2 separate regions of the Podarcis muralis genome follow, and region 2 is linked to region 1. Evidence: chromatin contacts called from public Hi-C data. All regions are on one chromosome and are shown on one strand. The core of a region is the stretch at or near the end of the contact, and the rest is flanking DNA. Distances in the headings are between cores, read along the strand shown.

Evidence for each region. A called contact is a pair of places that touch in the nucleus more often than the background predicts.
Region 2: a Hi-C map of blood shows a contact between it and region 1, with 10 times the contacts expected there. The contact joins the promoter of HIBCH here to the promoter of WDR75 in region 1. A contact is called at or near these places in 2 of 3 Hi-C or Micro-C datasets (blood and tail).

The regions. Positions count from the first base shown.
Region 1 is chr1:119,171,465-119,175,847 of rPodMur119.hap1.1, forward strand. WDR75 (WD repeat domain 75) reads left to right here and starts at 2,179. Exons shown (of 21, transcript XM_077917259.1): 1 at 2,179-2,322. The coding sequence starts at 2,237.
Region 2 is chr1:119,612,665-119,616,998 of rPodMur119.hap1.1, forward strand. It overlaps HIBCH (3-hydroxyisobutyryl-CoA hydrolase), which reads right to left and starts at 1,315. Exons shown (of 14, transcript XM_028750450.2): 1 at 1,266-1,315. The coding sequence starts at 1,300.

The DNA of each region.
Region 1 (4,383 bases), core at 929-3,428:
AAAATTGCTTACCCTTACTGACTTCCGCATGGGTATGGTTGTCCTACCTCCAAGTGGGAACAGATAGTCACTAACCAATGCTAAGCAACCACTCACTTACTGTAATTCAATAAAGTTGTGGCCAAAATCCAAAACAAAAATGATTTGTGAACGTGTTTTTATTCAGGGGTGTCTTGGGGGTCCTCGACACACAACTTACCCAAACAAAAAAGCTTCTAAGAATTATGCAATAAGTACAACGTGGCCCTACTTTTGATATTTTAATTCATTTTTCATGAACAGTCAGTGTCGAAATCTAGAGTTAGAAAACTCCCCGACATCTCTCTTCTCCAGTTTACTCCCAGCAGATCACTTTTCCTTTTGTACCCTTTAAATAAATTAATCCATTTTGGAGCACATTCTCTATCATTCTTCCTATTTAATCAAGGCGAGCTGGGCTAGCTCTTTCCAGTGCATACAACTCTTGCTTCCCTTACCCAGAGGCTCAACCGCAACTGGGTATTCAGTTGGCAAATGTCTGCAGAGATAAGCCTATCAATGATATTTAAGCTTACAGCTCTGCGTTTTGTTTTTAAAATAAGCTTGAGGGTCAGGTCTCTCAGCACGGTGCAAAGCAGGCTCTTGAGCAGGAAACTGATACTGCCTTCAAACGATGGAGACTGTTAAGTTGTGGGTGAACATATCAGACGACACAGCGATTCTCCAAACAGCTCTTGTTTATTCACAGGTCAGAACAGAACTGGACTGAAGGGTTCAGCCAGCCTGCTTATATAGAGCTCCAGTACAACGTAACTGTAACAACTTTCTGTAACTATCCAATCACTGAACGTCACTTTCGATCCCTTATTTGCATATGTGGACCTGAACTATCTACAGTATCCCTCTGCTGGCCCAGGGTGAGAACTTCAGCACATAACAGAGACTATATATCATATTTACTCGAGTCTAATGTGCACTTCAATTTTCAGAACCTTGAAACGAAAAAAAGTATTTGCTGGCGAATGTAAATGTGCCATTGAATCTAATGTGCACCTTAATTTTCGCAACATTATTTGGCCAAAAAAGGTGAGCAGTAGATTCGAGTAAATACAGTGTGTGTGTGTGTGTGTGTGTGTGTGTACATACACGTACGTTTGTGTAGAGAAGAGCTTTCCAAACTTTTCATGTTGGAGACACTTTTTAGACATGCATCATTTTGTGACACAGTAATTCAGTTTTGCATCATTTTGTGACACAGTAATTCAGTTTTAATAGCAAACCAGAGGTTAAACTAGCCCCTTTCCAGCCCCTGAAGGAGCGCAGGGAGCATTCCTGCCATGCACCTACACACTGCAGCCAACACACTAACGTGTCACAACATACAAGCTTGGGAAGCGCTGGTGTAGAAGATTATAAGTGTAAAAAGTCACACGCACCATGATTTTGTTTTAGCTAAAGGAGTGGCTCCAATTCTAATCCCAGCCAGACGGGTGGGGCTACAAATAACAAAATTATTATTCTTCATTCATCATTATAATTAATCCCCAGAACTGCTTCCATCAACGGGTTATCTTTATCTTTTATACCCTGCTTTGACCTGTCCATAACACCCCCTGCGCCAAGGAAAACAAAAATCACGCAATGGCCACCACGCCGTTTATACTCAAGCGGAATAAACGCGCAATGGCACGAGGCTGCAGCCCCGCCTCCCTTAAAAACAATGTGAATGAATGAAACTCAACGTTTTTTATTTAAAGGAAAGTCGCCTTTAACCGTGAACTCTTTATATTGCGTCGTTTCACATAGCATTGGAAGCGAGATGGAGACCCAACTCAGTCTTATGCAAAATAAGGATTGCGCGACTCTTCCATTTCTAGCTCTATGCCCCGTTCTTCCTGGCCGGGAGCCGATTGCCAGACCCTGACGCGGACTTTCAGTCCATAGAGCCTAGAAAAAGAGGAGCGTCACTCTTCCGGTTTCTGTTTTGAAAGCTCTTTCTATCCCATTCCTTTCCATCTCTATAGTCCCCTTTTTTTGTTTTCTATCTGCTTCAATTGCAAGAAAACCGGAAGTACGGGTCTAACCCCTTGGAACGTCGTGACAGGAGAGCGGAAAGAGGAGGAGGAGGAGGAGGAGGGCGGTGCTATTGAGTTCTAAGGGAAGGTTTGGGCTAGAGCGGCAACGGAGCTTTTACTCTTCCTTCCGGAGGAGCGAGGAGGGTCGGGGGAGGTCAGAGGTCGGAGGTCGTCGAGGGAAGATGGTGGCGCGCGAGCAGCTCCGCGTGGTTCGCTGCGGCGGCAGTTGGCTGAGCGGGAGCCGCGCGGTCTTTTCGGCCGATTCGAAGTGAGTGGCGCTGAGGGGATCAGTGGGGGCTTTTCAGGAATGCCAACCGCTTAAGCCGCGGGGCGGCGGCGTCAGCCCCGTTGAACGCGGCTGAATTTACTCCCGAGTAAGACACGCGTCTAGACTCCACATTATTAGTATTATTAAGACACGCGCTCAGACTCCACATTATTATTATTTATTAAGACGCGCGCTGAGACTATTATTATTATTTATTAAGACATGCTCTGAGACTATTATTTTTTTTTTATTAAGACACACTCCAAGACTCTATTATTATTATTCATTATTATTAAGACAAACGCTGAGACACTTTATTATTTATAAGACACACGGTGAGATTCATTATCTTTATTGTTGTTGTAATAATAATTACTATTGGGTGGCGCTGTGGGTTAAACCACAGAGCCTAAGACTTGCCGATCAGAAGGTCGGCAGTTCGAATCCCCGCAACGGGGTGAGCTCCCCTCGCTCGGTCCCTGCTCCTGCCAACCTAGCAGTTCGAAAGCACGTCAAAGTGCAAGTAGATAAATAGGTACCACTCCGGCGGGAAGGTAAACGGCATTTCCGCACGCTGCTCTGGTTCGCCAGAAGCGGCTTAGTCATGCTGGCCACATGACCTGGAAGCTGTATGCCGGCTCCCTCAGCCAATAAAGCGAGATGAGCGCCGCAACCCCAGAGTCGGTCACGACTGGACCTAATGGTCAGGGGTCCCTTAAATAATAATTGCCAAGATATAATTGCTATAATTAATAGTATACTGCCTTGTTCCATTAAGTCGCAGGGCGGTTACAACATAAAATCACCAACATAGAAACGCAAAATACATAACAAAAATAAAAACAACCCAATAACACACACACACCCGTCGTGTTTTGTGGGTTTTTCTAAATAAGGCCGAGTGGGCTGTAGGATCGCACACAGTCTGAGGTGCACTGTTCAGGTTGGTTTTGTTCCAATCTTTCCCCTTTTTAATTTCCTAAAAAATATGGTTTCAGACAACGACTACCACAATTTAAAAAAGAGAAGAATGCCCAGCAAAATTTACTGCCCTATTCTAAGATACACAAAAGTTAAAACATTAAAGCAAGTTTAAGATGACCCCAGCTGTCAACCAAGAATATTTTTAGTGGGCACCGGTGCATGAGTACAGCAAAGGCCCCTGTTTGCTCTCAACAGGCAGGGAGTTTCAAGGCGCAGGCGCTGCTACACTAAACTATCAAATTATAATTGCAAATGCAGAACGGGCATTGTGTGGCAACTGTGGTAGTGCTGATTCTGCCAATTAAATGTAGGGATAGGAGGTATGTTCTGTTAAAACAGTGAATTTTTCTTCATGGGGATTTGTGCCCCAGTATCAGCAAGCTGGGGACGCGGGTGGCGCTGTGGGTAAAAGCCTCAGCGCCTAGGGCTTGCCGATCGAAAGGTCGGCGGTTCGAATCCCCACGGCGGGGTGCGCTCCCGTTGCTCGGTCCCAGCGCCTGCCAACCTAGCAGTTCGAAAGCACCCCCGGGTGCAAGTAGATAAATAGGGACCGCTTTCTAGCGGGAAGGTAAACGGCGTTTCCGTGTGCGGCTCTGGCTCGCCAGAGCAGCGATGTCACGCTGGCCACGTGACCCGGAAGTGTCTCCGGACAGCGCTGGCCCCCGGCCTCTTGAGTGAGATGGGCGCACAACCCTAGAGTCTGTCAAGACTGGCCCGTACGGGCAGGGGTACCTTTACCTTATCAGCAAGCTTTTAAGATCTTTATAACAGTAAAAGTAATGAATGAGGAGAGGAGTGTTACACTAGATCAGCATAAGAAATTGTCTTATACCCAGGCCTTCTGCTCTACCACTGAGCCCATACCTTTCCCCCTTAGAGTTTTGAAAAGTGCATATATTATGTGGTACAAACAATCCAGAGTAAAAGAGGCTTCTGATAAACTGGCCTTTTTAATAGTCCTTAGACTTCCTGGAACTACAGTGGTACCCCGCAAGACGAATGCCTCGCAAGACGGAAAACCCGCAAGACGAAAGGGTTTTCTGTTTCGGAGGCGCTTCGCAAGACGAATTTCCCTAT
Region 2 (4,334 bases), core at 65-2,564, 440 kb after region 1:
ACACCGGAGCCACAGCCGGCAGCCCCATCCTGCCACCGGCGCTCTCTCGCCCACTAACGCACGGCTTCGACGGGTATGAGGAGAGGAGGCCGGCAGGGCGCGAGGTGATGACATCACGTGGCTGCGCCGCTATGCACGCGCGCGCAGCTGACTCTTAGCGCGTCAACGGTTTGGGAAACTTTTCAGAGCACAGAGTTCGCGCGGCCTAGAGAGGCCGGGGAGTGGAAAGGAAGCAAGAGATCAAGTAAAAGGAAAGAGCCGCATCGCATAGCCCGGACGCGGCGTTTCCGAGTTCCCTTTGGCAACACAATCCTGACCGTGAGAGCTGCCCATAAGTATCAATGGGGGGAACCTTATGACGTAGCTGCGACTGGACAGCGGCAATGGGTCTTATTTTGCGCGATTTTTAATTTTTTTTAAGCCTTTAAATATTTTTGCAAGGGAGTTATGGCCGTGACTGCAGGAACGGTTTACGACAACCCTGCCGTGTAGTCCCTTTTTAATACACTACAACCAAGTCCCATTGAACCCAGATGCGCTTAATAAGATTGCACGGGAAGCTGCACACAACAACGACCCTTCAGTGTAGCCCAGTGCTCTTGCCTCCACGTTGCTGTGGACAGGCAGAGGCTCACGGCCGCCCTGCAATGGAGCCCACTGCTCACACTGCAGGTGGGATAGAGGTTTCTTTGCGTTTCCAGCCAACCCCCCCCCCCCCAAAAAAAAACCCACCCCACTCTCATTAGATTGCAGCAAAGGTTGATCTATTGCCCATTCTTTAGTTGCCATTCCTGCATTGCAGGGGGTTGGACTAAATGGCCCTTGGGCAGGGGTAGGCAAACTATGGTCCGCGGGCCAGATCAGGCTCAATCGCCTTCTCAATCCGGCCCCCAGACAGTCCGGGAATCAGCATGTTTTTACATGAGTAGAATGTGTCTTTTTATTTAAAATGCATCTCTGGGTTATTTGTGGGGCCTGCCTGGTGTTTTTACATGAGTAGAATGTGTGCTTTTATTTAAGATGCATCTCTGAGTTATTTGTGGGGCATAGGAATTCATTCATATTTTCCCCCAAAATATAGTCCGGCCCCCCCCCCCACATGGTCTGAGGCACGGTGGACCGGCCCCCTGCTGAAAAAGTTTGCTGACCCCTGCCCTTGGGGATCCCTTCTGACTCCATGATTCTTCCCCACCCTAATCCGCAGTAATTCAGATGCACGCAGAAGTGTTATCCCAGAAACCGGAAAGTGGAATACAATGCCTTACTTGTTGGGGAAGCGAGTAGAAACATTTTTCTCCATCACCTGCTTTCCCTTTCTCTATGACGTGGGAGGCCTCCTTGTTTCTTGGCATTAACGCCACCTGGAGGCCTCTCTGATAAACGACTGTCTCCCTTCTCCCCCCTGATTCCCATCTCCACCTCCCAGGACTCTCTGCCTTCCTGCACCGCACCAGCCTCCAGAATTATAGAGTTGGAAGAGATGACAAGGGTCATCTAAGTCCAACCTTCTCAACAATGCAGTCCCCCATCCAGTTTGAAACCAGACCAGACCCTGCTTAGCTTTGCAAATGTGCTAGCGGTTTTCTTTGGGGGTGGGAGTTGGGGTTTATAAACTAGAATAATGTTACACAAATAAGTATACCAAGTTTCTCGTGTCATTTGTATATCACAAAAATAGCATAATGAATGTGTAGTAGTATCTACAACATATGGTTCATTATTAGTGGTCAATGTATAAGTTGTTATTATTACAGTGGTACCTTGGGTTAAGAACTTAATTCGTTCTGGAGGTCCGTTCTTAACCTGAAACTGTTCTTAACCTGAGGTTCCATTTTAGCTAATGGGGTCTCCCGCACCGCCACCGTGCGATTTCTGTTCTCAACCTGAAGCAAAGTTCTTAACCCAAGGTACTATTTCTGGGTTAGCGGAGTCTGTAACCTGAAGCGTCTGTAACCCGAGGTACCACTGTAATTTCATTTCTATACCGCTTTACATTTTTTAGAAAAATCTCAAAGTGGCTTACAGAATATTAAAACATCAATAACACAAGTCAAATACAGAGTATACAATTAACAGAAAACTAAAATATTATCTTAACAGATTTCAAAATAAAACATTACAAAGGAGGTCAACTACAAAAGGTGGTTATTGGTTCATGAATTGGTTTAAACCATTAGGAAGAAAAGAGGGGGGAAGACGGGTGGGGGTGATAAGTTGGGTGGGGTCGGGTGGTTATGCTTCTATTATTCTACTTAGTGAATGTGTGGGGTTTCCTGTCAGTGTTACTTGTATGAGTGGTTCAAAAATACACACACACACACACACACACACACACACACACACAAAAACAATTCTCACTACAGCCAACCAAAGACAACCAACCACACCCTAAGCCACCACCAACCTCTCTCACCACCAACGAAATACAACAAGCGAATGTGCTAGCAGTTTTATTGCTGCACCACTCAGCTGTTGCCCCACTGGCAGTGCCCACGGATGGTGTGTGCAACACTTGCATCACACAGTCGTGCCGTGGACAGACTGAAAGGGCTGTCGTCTCCCTCCCCCAGTCCCCTGAAAGCTGTATTTTTTAACTGTAGCATAGCATCAAAAATTCAACAGCAGGTCTTTCCCATCTTGCAATGATGGAGAAAGGTGCACCTGCTGTATTTCTGTTTTGTGTGTATGTGTGCACGAGTGGACACAGTGCTGGAATTTCCGTGGATTAGATAGACACTAATACACTGGAGAACATAAATGCTTTTATTGTATTAATATATATTTTTATGAAGTGCGTACAATGCTGCTGGCTTCTACTGGCCTTTGGCTTGGAGCCAATTTGATTCCCTCCCTCTCTTTCTTTTTTCCCTTCCTTCTCCTCCTGCGTTGTGGCTACATTTTAATATTTTAATGTTGTATTTTAATTTTGTTTTTAAGTTGTAATCATTCAACTTGTTTTTATTATTGCTTGTAAGCTGCTCTGAGCCCGGCCTTGGCTGGGGAGGGCGAGGTATAAATAAAAAAATATTATTATTATTACACAGAGATTAAAAACCATACAGTACATCTGTGTACTATTAATAACTGTTGCTAATGGCTGGCATAGGTTGTATGATACACATGAATAGGGTTTTAAGGGGATTTTCAGCTATTAACCTATATATGGTGGGGATGAGGCAGAGCACCAGAGGAAGCAGCTCCCCGATGAGTGAGATCTTGCAGACCTCTCTCACACAACCCCAGTAAGTGGTGGGGTGGCAGTGGCAGGAGGGGCACATTCCCGTTTCAACTCAGGCAGCAAAATTGGATGTGCCAATCTCTTATCAAAGCAAGGAGTGTAGTTAGCATACCGGCCTGAGATGGAAAAAAAGCACTCCTCTCCACAACACATCATCAGAATCCAGCAGCTCTCTTAAATCACACATCCCCTGAAAACCTATATGTGAAAAAAAGCTAAACTGAAAAGCTTTCAAGTGCTGCATAATAATTCATTCAGAATAGATGACTCCCATATTGCCTTATCAAGAAAAGTACCATCAAATGTCTCATTTGAATTCTATGCCAAAGATGGAAATAAGAAACAGTCCCAACAAAAGAAGTTTGGCAATTAAAACTGATGGAATATGCAGTGATGTTGAAACTTAACAAAAGAATAAGAAATCAAGGTGAGAGACCTTTTTTAACAGACAGTGGGGAAATTATTTAATATATGTAGACAAATTGTAAACAATCAAAAACATTGGCAGGATTGACATAAACACAAGCAGTAAAAAAACCAAAACTTACAGAGAGTAAAAAGATTAAATTCACAAATAGGTTGGAATTGGTTGTGCAGTAAATAAGAAACCGCAAAGGGGAGGGGAGGGGAGGAGAAGAGAAGGTTGGTTTTTGTTTAGATTTAATTTTTGTTGTAGAAACATTGTAAAAAGAAAAATAGGAAAGAGAAATTTTATTTTATTTTTAATAGGGTTGGGCATGCTATACTGGAACGTTCATGATGACACACTTCAATCGTCTGGAGAATCTAGCCCAGCGACTTCATCTAAATGTTAGTTAGCATAAGAGAGATTGAACCCTGCAACACCCTACTAAATAGTTCCTGGGGCTGGACCTGAAAAGTCCTAATGACTCCCTCTGGAACAGGCTGTGAAATCGAAGGACCAAAACACTGCAAGGCAACATCCCATATTACAGCCTCACTTCTACACAGCTGGTCCCATTCCCATAAAATTTTGGTAGCTGTGTGGTTCTGATATTTATTTTACCCATCCGGGGCACAAAATTGCACCTTCCAAATAGTATCTACATGCCGGGAAGAAGAATCAAAATCAGAA